2 separate regions of the Mus musculus genome follow, and region 2 is linked to region 1. A link is a contact called in public Micro-C data. All regions are on one chromosome and are shown on one strand. The core of a region is the stretch at or near the end of the contact, and the rest is flanking DNA. Distances in the headings are between cores, read along the strand shown.

Region 1 (5,773 bases), core at 2,603-5,102:
ATATGCACATTATATAAGTGATTAGCCTTTTTCCATCCTTATATGTTTATCAAGGAACTCTGAATCCATCTCTTCAAGTTCCTGACAAGTATATAATAATTGTTGTGAATAATAATCGTCACCATCATGCTATAGAACATGAATATGGACTCCCCCTGTCAACTATAACTTGGCACCTTGTTCAGCATCTTTTCTTCCCCTCCCCCCTTCCTGGATCCACCCATAGACCTGCTTCACCTCCACCCTACTCACTTCAGTGCATGTATACATACATGTGGAAAGCACAGGCCGATGGTAACTATTCCACAGTGAATGGTAGTTGTTATAACCAGGTCTCCGTGTGCCAGTTTCTTATCCCAAAACACCAATTGAGAGAAGGTGAATCCAAGGAAAGAAGCTGAGCAGCCCAAAGTCTGGGTAGGATGTGGGACGGGCAGATAAAGGATGGATCAGACATACAGATGGACAGGGAGCTGGTGGGTGGAAAGGCTGTTTGTTCGTATGGGAGCTATTTGAAGAAGAGATCAGGAATGGCCTTGAGGTTGACAGTTCTATGAGAAGCTAGTGAGTGCAGTTTGGGGACATTTTGAAGCATTTGTCACATCTCCTCTAGTTAAAGTTTTAGGGGAATAATAAGTCTTCATGCAGATTGAATTTGGCAAAGTAGTTGAGTGTGTTAATTTTGTGACAGAGAACTATGGCCTGTGGTTATAATATAAACATCACTTGTTTATACTGTAGACTTTTATTTTTATATTTATATTAATAAATATAATGCTTATTACATATGTTTATATTACATACTTTTATTATAATATAATAATATTGTATATATTGTTTAAATTCCAGGCATGCGTGGAAAATAACTTATTTTTCTCTAATTATAAAAGCAATACGTCCAAGAAAAATGTGTACAGTAGAGTTGGAGAAATGGCCCAGAGTGTCGTTTTCCTAATTGAAATGCTGCTAATATTTAAGTTTACCCGAGGCTTTTCTTTCCCAAGCTGTGGAGTTGACTTTGTGTTTTTTCAGTTTTTTCATTTCAGTTGCTTTTGTTTTCTAATAAATACAGTGTCAGCATTTTTTCAGATTATAAAGACAATATAGACCATACAGATGGCTGTAGTGTATAAAACTCCCATTCACTCTTAGCCTCAAATAAACGCCCTCCTGCCAGTTGCCACACCACGTGTAGTTATGCGCACACATCCCCCACATGCTGTATCCAGGCAAGCCACAGGCCCTTATACAGAGCAGGGCACCTAAAGTCGGGACACCTACTAACAGTGGCACCTTAAGTAATCCCTGGTCCTCTTGTCACACGTAGCACAGTGTATGTGCTGAATGAAGGGACATTTCACTTTACTGTCCAGTGAATAATCATAGGAGAAGAAATCTGTGCTGATTCAACACAAACACACTTTTCTAATATTTTCCATTTGGCTACGTCTGTGCCCATGGAGGGGGCAGATGACGAGGGCAAACTATGCACACATGCATCAGATATGCACTGTGCACACATGCATTGAATGTGCTGACTGCAACCCGTTCTTCTTCACTCTCCCACAATAACCTTTCCAGGTAAACAAGCTGAGGCCATAGCCATCCCTTCTCGTGACTGGATTAACACGCCTGTGTTTATATCACCACCATCAAGTCGCTGTATGTGTCACTAAATGATTAAGGGGGGTAATGGGAAAAAAAAGAAAAGAAAAAGCTGCAGTCAGCATAGATCTGGCAGACAGACAGACAAACTAGTCCAAGTGAAAAATGACCTGGTCTTAGGCTATGCCATTTTCAGCCCTACAACTGCGATGGGTAGCATTCACTCACTTGTGTGTAGCTGATACTTTTGAACACATTATATTAACTCACTGAATCCTCGGGCTGTGAAATGTCAGCAGTAGTATTGTGCCCATTTACCGTACAGGGAAATCAAGGCACTACATCGAGGCACTTTGTCCAAGGTCTCACAACCAGAAGGTGACAGGACTAAGATTCATAGCAGGATTCTGGCTCGGGATCCTGGGATCTTAAGCTCTGTGGTCCACGGCACAGCCTAAGGACAGCTAAGTGACTGAGGAGCTGCCTGGAGATGCTGGGGTAGGAATTGATGAGTGTGACTCAGAACTTGTCCTGCTTCCCTCTAAATTAGGCCCTGTTCCCGTCCGTCCCCAGAGCCCAGCTGCTTGGAGTCATCCGCTCCCAAGCTTTGCCGTTCTGAAGCACACCACATGCTCTTGGAGATCTGAGTTCTTTTACGTAACTTCTACTAGAATGTTGCTTTTATTCCCAGAAAGGAGGTGATTCTTTCTAATAGGAGCGGTTGTTACAGGAAGTAACTTGGTTCCCAGCTGATGGGGCCTGGGGGGGGGGGGGTGGTGGTGGTGATCAGATCAGAGGACTCTAACATGGTGGATAGATCCCTGGATGGAGCGGTTGACATGGCCTTATTGGGGACTGGTGAAAGTAGTTGGTCACTGGAGATGTTGCCTTCAGCGCTACTGCTTGCCATGGGCCTTTCCTGTATTGCTATGTCTGCTCTGCTCCACCACACCCAGAGACAGACCAAGGCCTCAGGAACTTGGGAATGTGCGCCTTTGAGTTTCTCTCTCTGGTGTCTGCTCTCAGCAAGGAAAATCTGACTAATGAAGGAATGAGCATAGCCTTATTCCAGGACTGACGTGCATAGCTGTACTTGCTCTCCCCAACAGTCCTGTGAGAGGAAATATGTCATCCCCCTCCTTACTGAAGTCCTGTAGAGTCAGAAATGCCTGGGTCCACCATTGAGGTCTGCAAGTGAGGGTATCTCGGATTCTGGAGATTGTGATATTTTCATGCAACACAAAATAAGATCATAAAAGAGCTTTGAAATAACCAGGAGGAAAGCCTCATGCTAGGATAGACACCTGGATGGGCATTAATATCAATGTTTGATGACTCAAACTTAGCAAGCTGGGAAAGTCTTTGAAGTGTTGGGCATAGCATTTCCGTGGTTAATAGCTGGTAGCCATAGATCCCATTAGGCTACCCAGATTTTACACATGACCAGGGGAGTTCTCTGAACCTCCTCCTACATTCAACAGTAATACCCAGGCCCTTAGCCTAGAAAGGCCCAGCTAGTGGCCTTCAGAACAGGGACTGTTCAGGAGGACTTGGCATGTCATTAGTTCTTCATTCTGGATGACTCTGGTATTTGTTACATGCCAGGAATGTCTAGTAGGCATTTCCTTATAAACATTTGATATGACTCAGCTTCATAATTACCTCAGACAATAGCTCAGTTTCCCTAAAAGAATAGTTATGGTGGACTCGTCTCAGTATGTTTCTGACTCAGAGTAGGTGGAATCTCAAAAACAAAAACAAACAAAAGCCTGGTGATGCAAACTATTTATTTGTTCCCAACAGTCAGTGTTCATTTTGTGGTTCACTGATGACTAGACTTCAAGTTAGATGCTGGAAGCCACAGGGTCTGTGCTGAGTCGTTCTTAACAACTCAAGCAGTAATGAGCAGAGGCTTTGAACCTAAAAGGGTCACTCATATTGCCTCTTTCCACAGTGGCTCAGTGTGGGTGGCATATACCCTCCTATTTATTACATCGTTGTTTAGGAAGGATGCTTTTTACACAAAGCTACAGAAGGATGTAGGATTGGCCTGCTTCCTTTTCTGTTACTGTAATGAAATAACCACAAGAAAAGCAAGTTGGTGGCAAAAGGCATTTGTTTTAGCCCACAGCTCTGAGTTACAATATGTCTTTGTAGGGAAATCAAGGTAGGGCGAAGTGAAGCAGCTGGCCACGCCCACAGTCCAGGGCAGAGAGACAGTGAGCACACCCATGCCTAATCATGCTCCCCCTGGGATCGTCTTCTCCCATGTCACAGAGTCTGAGCCCCCAGTACACAGAATGGTGGCATCCGCTCTAAGCTGGGTCTTCCCACATCAATTAACATCATCACATGCTCACAGGCCCACACCTAATCTTGACAGTCACTCTGGGGCCCTTTTCCAGGTGACTCTGACTTGTGCCAAGCTGATAATTGGAACGAACCAGCACACCCACAATTATGGGAGAACGTCAGCACACAATGGCCACCTTGCTTTCGACTGGCAAAGTTCCTCCCTGTGTTCTCTGTGGGCTGGCTCCTTCTAGAGGCTAGCTTGTTTGCACTGCTGGTTCACTGTATTATGGTTGATTCCACATCCAAGGAGTCAACCAACCTCAGATTGAAAATTTGGGGTAAAAACCTGTGCTTGTACTTAATCAGTGTGAATTACCTGGCATTATTCCCTAAACAGTAAGGGAGAGCAGTTCCAAGCGTCTACCTGGAGGGTGTTAGGCTATGTGAATTTCACAGTGTACAGCAGAATAAAAGGACAACCACTGTGGGACTCTGGCCACAAGGTTCAATGACGGGAAACTACATAAATAGAATGGCCATATCCTATTGCCCATATCTGAATGATGGATTCAGATTTTCCTTGCTGAGACCAGACACCAGAGAGAGAAACTTCACGATTCCATTGCACCCCATAGAGATCATTTAAAGTATTCAGGAGAGTTTGCATAGGTTACGTGCAAAATGTACACATTTTATAGAAAGAATACAAATATCCATAAACTTGAGCATTTGTGGAGTTCTGAGACAGAGACAGATCCACCAAAATACACCAAGGAACAATTGTATCTTCCTGGAAGGCGGGTTCAGTTCTCCATGTTCACTCTTAATTTAACACTACAAGAATATGTTATAACCTTTTTCTGATTCTTAGACATGTCTAGTAAATGGGTATCAATAATGTGTGACTTCTCTGTCACTAAACAAGAGTCCTTGATACTACTGCCTATACCCCCCCCATCAAAAGGGAGCAAGCCATGTTAGGAAGATCTTTCCAGCAAAGGACCCAAGGGCTGGAAGTCCGTGAGTGTCCTTGCCATCCTTGAAGATGCTATTTCCATAGAGACTGGGGTTAGAGAAGAGATGGAAGATTACAGACTGAGTTCACTCAGGATTTCTGAGTTGTACGAACTATACACTGCATAGCATTTGCCTTCTCGAATGGCTAAACATACTTCTTTTCATCTTGCAAATGTGAGCCTCTGCACAGAGTTTCTAAAAGGTTCTCCATTCCTCACTTGGCCCAGCCTCAAATATGGCCATTCTATTTGTGTAGTTCCCCACCGTTGAACCTCATGGCCAGAGTCCCACAGTGGTTGCCCTTTTATTCTGCTGTATACTGTGCATTTCACATAGCCTAGTATCCTCAAGGTAGACACTTTAGCATATTGTTGTAAAGCAAAGGTTCATGAAACCACCAATCAAGACTAGACCTTGACAGTAGCCAGCACCCTTGTTCTAATCACAGCTTGCTGGTTCATGCACTGAAGTAGAGACTGTTGGACTAGGGATGTGGTCTGTGACAGTGTATTTCCCTAGCATGAATGTTCATGACTTCTGTGTTAGATACGTAAGTCATGCACATATACATACACACACACACACACACACACACACACACACACACACGAAAAAGAGAATCTTATAGTAACAATTTTCTCTTTTTCTCATATTTTGAATACCTCTCAGCAAAATCATCCTGGGAAAATATGGAATATGTAGTATAATATAAGCCATATATAAAACATTTTAACATTGCTAATAGGCATACTAAATAGAAACAAAATATTAGTATAGAATAACTCTTTAAGATAGTATAGTGTAAATATTATCATTTAAACATGTAATCTATATGAAATTGTAAGTTGGGTGTTTT
Region 2 (6,183 bases), core at 1,669-4,168, 140 kb before region 1:
TTTCAGACACTGATATCGATGCAACCCAGTATAAAATTAATTAGATAAGGTGTGTGTGTGGTGTGGTGTGTGTGTATGTGTGTGTGTGTGTGTGTGTGTGTGTGTGTGTGTGTGTGTGTGTGTGTGTGTGTATGTGTGTATGCTGAAGTTCAGAACAGGAGGAAAAATGCCAGGGCCCTGGCACGGGGATGAAGCGGGCATGAAGAGAGGATATGGCTCCTCTGACCATCAGGCTTATCTCTGTATCAGGTGTCTCTTCTTCAGCATGGCCCAGAATAGGGTCTCTCTTGTAACTGAATCCAGCTCTATGGGCTGCGGGCCAGAGGTTCTCCCTCTATGACCAAGATCCATTTACTTGCTCTGACTCTGAAAACCTGTCGCATTCGAGACAGTGCGTGAGAATCCTCTCTCGACCTGTATATTCACAAGCATTTTTCTGGACTTGAGGTAGGTAGGGCTCAGTGGTAGAGTGCTTCCATAGCGTGAAAGAGGTCCTGGACTCCTCTGCGTTCCAAGGGCCAGGCCCATATAGCTCTTGCAGCCATGTAAAAGACACTTCCCATCTCAACATGCAGTTTCCCCGATTCTCTGTACATTTTTAGGCTCTCAGATCAGTGATACTGATAGCACACATGTTTAATTTATTGAATACACTCACTTTTTAAAAAAAAATCTAGTGTTTGTATTGTGGGGTTTGTGTGTGCGTGTGTGCATGCGTGTGTGAATTGTGTGGTATGTATACATGTGGTGTGTCTGTCTGTGTTTGTGTGAATTGTGTGTTGGGTATATGTTGGCACACATGTGCTACAGTGTATGTGTGGCGATCAGAGGACAACTTTAGGAGTCAGTTCTCTCTTTCCACTAGGGGGGTCCCGAGGATCAAACTCAGGTCAGGAGGCTAGGCAGAAAGTATGTTTACTCACTGAGCCATCCCACTGACCCTAAATATATTCATTTTTTATAGGAAAGTAAATAAGAAATTTCAGAAGCAGAAAGGGTTCAGGTCAAGGGTTGTAAACAGCCCTTTGTACAGGAAACATTTATGTTTCTCCAGCCACAGAGATGATTCTCAAGTTGCTAAGCATAATCTAGACAATGACCCAAAAGCATAAACTCTGGCAGAAAATATGATTGACAACAGACGGTGGTTTCAATACCTTCAAATGTTAGTTTCATCATCTTGGAACCTCCCCTCCCTCAAGTAATTCAGCCTCCAAAAAAGTCTGAAGCAGCCGACTGTATCTCTCTTATTGATTATGTAATTCATGCGAAGGTACCCATGGTTGATAACTTTATATCGACAAGTTGATTCCTCGTTTTATGACCTCGACCATAATTCAAGAAATTAAAATGGGGGAAAAGAAAGTATTTCATCAGGATAGCAATAGTGTCAATAATCCTCTCAGAACTTTCAGAGTCCAGAGAGTGAAACGCAGAGCTTTTGATAAATTGTCTTACCAATGGGGTGTCAGCCACATCAATACACGGGAGCGATAGCGGCCACAAAATTAGAACCGAAACAAGAAAGAGTGAATTAATTTGGGAGGAGAAGTACCTTTCAAACAATTTTGCATGAAAAAAAAAAAAACCCTGCACGTGTGATCATTACTTGGAAGCTGCAAACAATCTGCTTGCCCCGCCGTGGAAGCGAAGTCAGAGGGAAAACCATAAATTCAAAAGCATAATCAGGTTACAGAGAGTGAGCACAGGTTATTCTCAGAGTTGTAATTGACTGCATGCCCAGGAAGGAAGACAATACTATGTAATTTAGATGAAAAATCTTTGGGTTGTTTTGCCATTACGTATAATATTAAGGTACAGCTAAAAATAAAGTAAATAACACTGCAAAGAATTGTCATTCCCTGAGCAATAAGACATGACTGATTCGTCTCACGGCAATCTTTACAACCTGGATGTTCCTCTTTTTAAGGAAGAGAGTGGAAAAACATGACCAAAGGGTCAAAAGAAAAAAAAAGATTAAAAAATTAGATTATTGCTTCCCTGTAGTCATAGACATGCCAGTATGGAGTGCCTAAGACCAGCTCAGTTGAAATTTCGTCTTCCCTTTCTAACCTTTGCTCTTCCAGATGTGTGGAAGAGGGGAGTGTGTTCTCAGTGACTGGAAATGATACAATACTTCCGTAACCTATACAAGGCTCTGAATTTTACCCCCACCCACCTCTAGCACCACACAATCCCTGTACAGTGGTGCAGGCCTATAGTTGGAGTACTTGGGAAGTAGAAACAAGAGACTCTGAAGTTCAGGGTTGTCCTGGACTACAAAGAGAACCCAAGGCTGGCCAGGATTCTAACACTTTTAGAAGTAATTTTTTATTTAATTTTTTAAAAAAAATATTATTTACTTAATGTATATGAGTACATTATAGCTGTCTTTAGACACACCAGAAGAGGGCATCGGATCCCATTACAGATGGTTATGAGCCACCATGTAGTTGCTGGGAATTGAATTCAGGACCTCTGGACAAGCAGTCAGTGCTCTCCAGCCCCAAAGCAATAGTCTTACACATTCCCACAACTTCCATTCCCTTTGTGCTCTGCCTCCTGGGTCCTGTCAGCAGGTTTCTGTCTCCTGAAGTCTTTCCTCAATAGTTCCCATTATTCCCACATCTCCCCTGTCCCCTGGGGCCTAAAGCCAGGAGGAAAGATGATGGTATTGGTTTGCCACTAAATACCCCCCTAAGCATGCTGGGACAATTGGCATGGGTTGCTTTGGTGAAGTCTAAATGCTGAACCCAAACGGGCTTATCCCCCTGAAGAAGCAGCACCTACCCCTTCCACACAAGGAAGACTCTAAACAGGAGATTCAAACTCTGGCTGTTGGCAATCAGGTGTATCCCTGCCCCAGTTTGGCTCTGACACTGAGAGTCTCTAGCTATTAGAATGACAGTCTTCCTTCAGCTTGCTAATCTCCTTCCTCTACTTTGTGGAATCTGTGGATTCCTACCTATTCACCTCAAGGCCAATTCCATTTTCTCTCTAGTTCATTGTTGTTGGGTTTTTGTTTTTTTGTTTTTTTTGTTTTTTTTTTTAATCTAACTCAACATGTTCTACCTGTGGGCAAAGCCTATCACAGCATAAAGCCTTGCTTCCAAGGTCCCTCCTTGACTGTTCCCAGCCCTGTCTCAGGCTCCAGAAGCAAAGCTATTATGTACTCACAGAGCTTTCTCTGCCCAACACCCTAATGCATGCTTTCTACCTGTCTGGAGCCATCAGGCCACTCGTCATTGCTGCCTCTGGCAAGGAGGCTTGCTGCCTCTGTTCCCCACACTGCTCCAGGTAGGTTCTGGAGCTCTTGGGCATTTAGTGTGACCTCCTGTGTTGTTGACAGTGACCATCTGATGACCTCTGTCATCATGGACAGGAGGACCCAGTAATCTAATTCCCTTCAGTTACAGCACCTGAGCAGAAAAAGCACTTACCAAAGAGGCATCTATTTGAAGCCTGTGCCATATAAACAAACTTATTGTGTATTCTGCAATACTGTGGCTATTGTATGTAGGTGGCATGGGACATCTGGGTAAGACATCTACACTTCTAACATTCACCGGTCATTCCTCTGCCACTTTGGAAAATAATTTCAGGTGTTCATTACATTTATATCCTCCTTCCTCCTCTTCCTCCTCCTCCTCCTCTTCCTCTTCCTCCTCCTCTTCCTCTTCTTCCTCCTCTTCCTCTTCTTCCTCCTCCTCCACGCTGGTTATAAGATCCCATATGTTTTGGGGGTAAGTGACAGGCCCACCCCTCATCTTTTCCCAGTGTTCTCTCCCCAGCCCTCACCTCTGCAGCATCAGGGCTAACTTTACTGTGCACTTTTATTCAAGAGAGAGCTGCCCCCTTTCCTTCATACTACACACTATCTTTATTCGCTTGTTCTGTGCTCTCAGGGCTCAGCCCTCGCCTCCAGCAACTCTATGCAGCTGTTTCAGTCAGTGCGTCCTCTTTTCTCAGAACTGGTATGAGTTAGATGTGAAAATGTTTTTAACTGAAAGTTTTTTTCCTTAAATTCTTTATTTTCTCAATTGATGTATTTTTTATTTACCAAAAGAAAAATTAAGAAAAAAATCCTTAAAATTATTTTGTTATATTAAAACTACATTTGGAGAACTGGTAACCTCGAGTTAATAACATTCTCTTTTTAATTGCACATTTAAAATTGGATATTAAATAAAAATATAAAAGGTTGGACCTCTATTCTGAATGTTACATTTTCCATTTATAAAGTTCTCCACCCTCTTATCAAATATGCATTTTTCTCTATATTTTTTTAAACAGTGTATTTAACCTTGCAATTTCCTCTGCATCAGCCACCTGGTGCTGTGGCAACCGGTCTAGGGAAGTGAGTGTTCCTCAGATTATCATTATTGTCTTATAAATAATATTTAATTATTTTATCATAATAAAGTAATTGTCATTAATACTTTTAACATTTATCGAGAAGCGGGTTTGAGGATTGCCTACCTAAGGAAAAAAATAGCAAGAAGGGATGTTCTGTCCTCTTGACAGTGTCAGAAGTAAATTTAATAATAGTAATAATAATAATAAATAGTCATTGAAGGTTCCTTGTGAAGGCTTTTGCTTACAGTACATCATTGTGAATAAAGACACATGACTAGAAAGTTCATTTTTATTAAAAGCAGTAACTAAAGATGGCACTAGGAGGCAGTACACAGGACACCTGGGACAGTCGCTAGCCATCCTCAGGAGATACACGTGTGCGGGTGGCCTGGGGTCTTCTATCTCGTGTTTCTCCTCTAATCTGCACCCAGCATCATCAGGCCTGGTTACAGCCATGTTCTCTTCCATAAAAATCTTAATACGAGTTTAGTTGGAAAGAAATTGGGTCCATATGCTTCCAAGGGAGCAAGGAAACCAGAATAGCTCCAGCTCCCCCATCCAGTTCCCCATAATGCCCCATTTCCCACAATGCCCCACTCTGCACCATGACTTCCAGTCTGCTGTACATGTGGGCACAGATGCAGGCAGGACCAGTGCAGTTTCACAAGCACAGAGGAGCGCGCTGGTATAAGACACAATGGAAAGGGAGAAAGGTCAGGTTCAAATTCACATTCATCGTTACTTTTGACCAACAGAAATGCAAAAAAGATTCTAGGCGGAGAATTTTGAACATGAAATTGCAGTATTTAATAAGGGTGGTGTGGTGGCCTGGATGCCAGAGGCCATCGTATCCTGATGAGGCAAGGAGAAACCTTTTTTAAAAAGTAGACACCGTTGAATGAATTGGACATTACACCCCTAATATTCTTCATCCTAAACTCATTTAGCAGAGGAAATGGATATCTCGTCAGACATAGATTTGACACATATTCCATCACATTCTACCATAAGCAGGACAGACGGTGTGTAGGAAGGAGGCATGCAAGCGAGCTGAGACAGTCGCCACTCTGAGGCCCCAGTTATCTCATTTAAACAGATATGAACTGTGGGCACCAGTGGTATGATCAACCAGCTGCTGCCCCACGTTGTGAATAAATTGCTTAGAAGGATCCTTTTGCTCACCAGATGTGACCCAGATTCAGATTTCCAAAGGTGGGGGGTCTCTATTGTGTTAACAAAACAATTGCTGGTAAGATGCATGGCAAATGAGCTTATCTCTCTCTTCCAGGTGTTTGGGCTAATACGTGATGGAATTATTGCTTCATTTATGAAAAATAATTGAGGAAAATGTTCCAGCAAATAAAATTTGGATAAAGGCTCAGGAATAGCTATTGTGCTCTTAGCGAGTTTTTTAATGGAGGAAGAACGGGAGCTAAAAGAGATAATAAAAATATTTAAAAATGCATTTGAGAAGTCTGTCATAAAAGGGTCAGACGTGGGTGTGCTGTGGCGGAGTGAAGTGTTGAAGAGCAACGGGAACAATTACAATGCTTTCAGCATCTAGGAAAGCTGCTTTAAAAAAAAAAAATCAAAGCCCGTCTGTCTGCCAGCTCTGATAAGTTGTATTATTCTGTTAAATGCATGGGGAAATTTTTTTTTAATGTAACGACTTTATTCTGACTCACCCACTTGCTCTCCTTTTTGTCTCTAGGGGCCGTTACTCCAAAGCCTGTCCCTGAACCTGAGAAACAAACAGACCACACGGTTAAAATCGCCGGAGTGATTGCAGGCATCTTGCTGTTTGTTATCATATTTCTTGGAGTCGTG

Evidence for each region. Hi-C and Micro-C count contacts between places; a contact is called where the count stands out from the background.
Region 2: a Micro-C map of trophoblast stem cells shows a contact between it and region 1, with 2.8 times the contacts expected there. The contact joins two enhancer-like sites. A contact is called at or near these places in 11 of 484 Hi-C or Micro-C datasets (embryonic stem cells, granulosa cells, liver and 2 more) and 1 of 115 datasets of contacts at active chromatin or transcription factors (liver).

Annotation. Positions count from the first base shown.
Region 1 is chr17:66,748,355-66,754,127 of GRCm38.p6, reverse strand. All of the region lies in intron 18 of Ptprm (protein tyrosine phosphatase, receptor type, M), which reads left to right. Among named protein-coding and RNA genes, the nearest start is that of 1700016K05Rik, 37 kb to the right of the region's middle. Within about 2 kb of position 3,852, at least 40 of the 459 cell types and tissues checked have an H3K27ac peak or open chromatin away from gene starts, as enhancers often do. A contact at or near this core is called in trophoblast stem cells, where this site is marked.
Region 2 is chr17:66,890,941-66,897,123 of GRCm38.p6, reverse strand. Ptprm (protein tyrosine phosphatase, receptor type, M) reads left to right here. Exons shown (of 31, transcript NM_008984.2): 14 at 6,068-6,183. Among named protein-coding and RNA genes, the nearest start is that of Mir5709, 130 kb to the left of the region's middle. Within about 2 kb of position 2,918, at least 1 of the 459 cell types and tissues checked has an H3K27ac peak or open chromatin away from gene starts, as enhancers often do. A contact at or near this core is called in trophoblast stem cells, where this site is marked.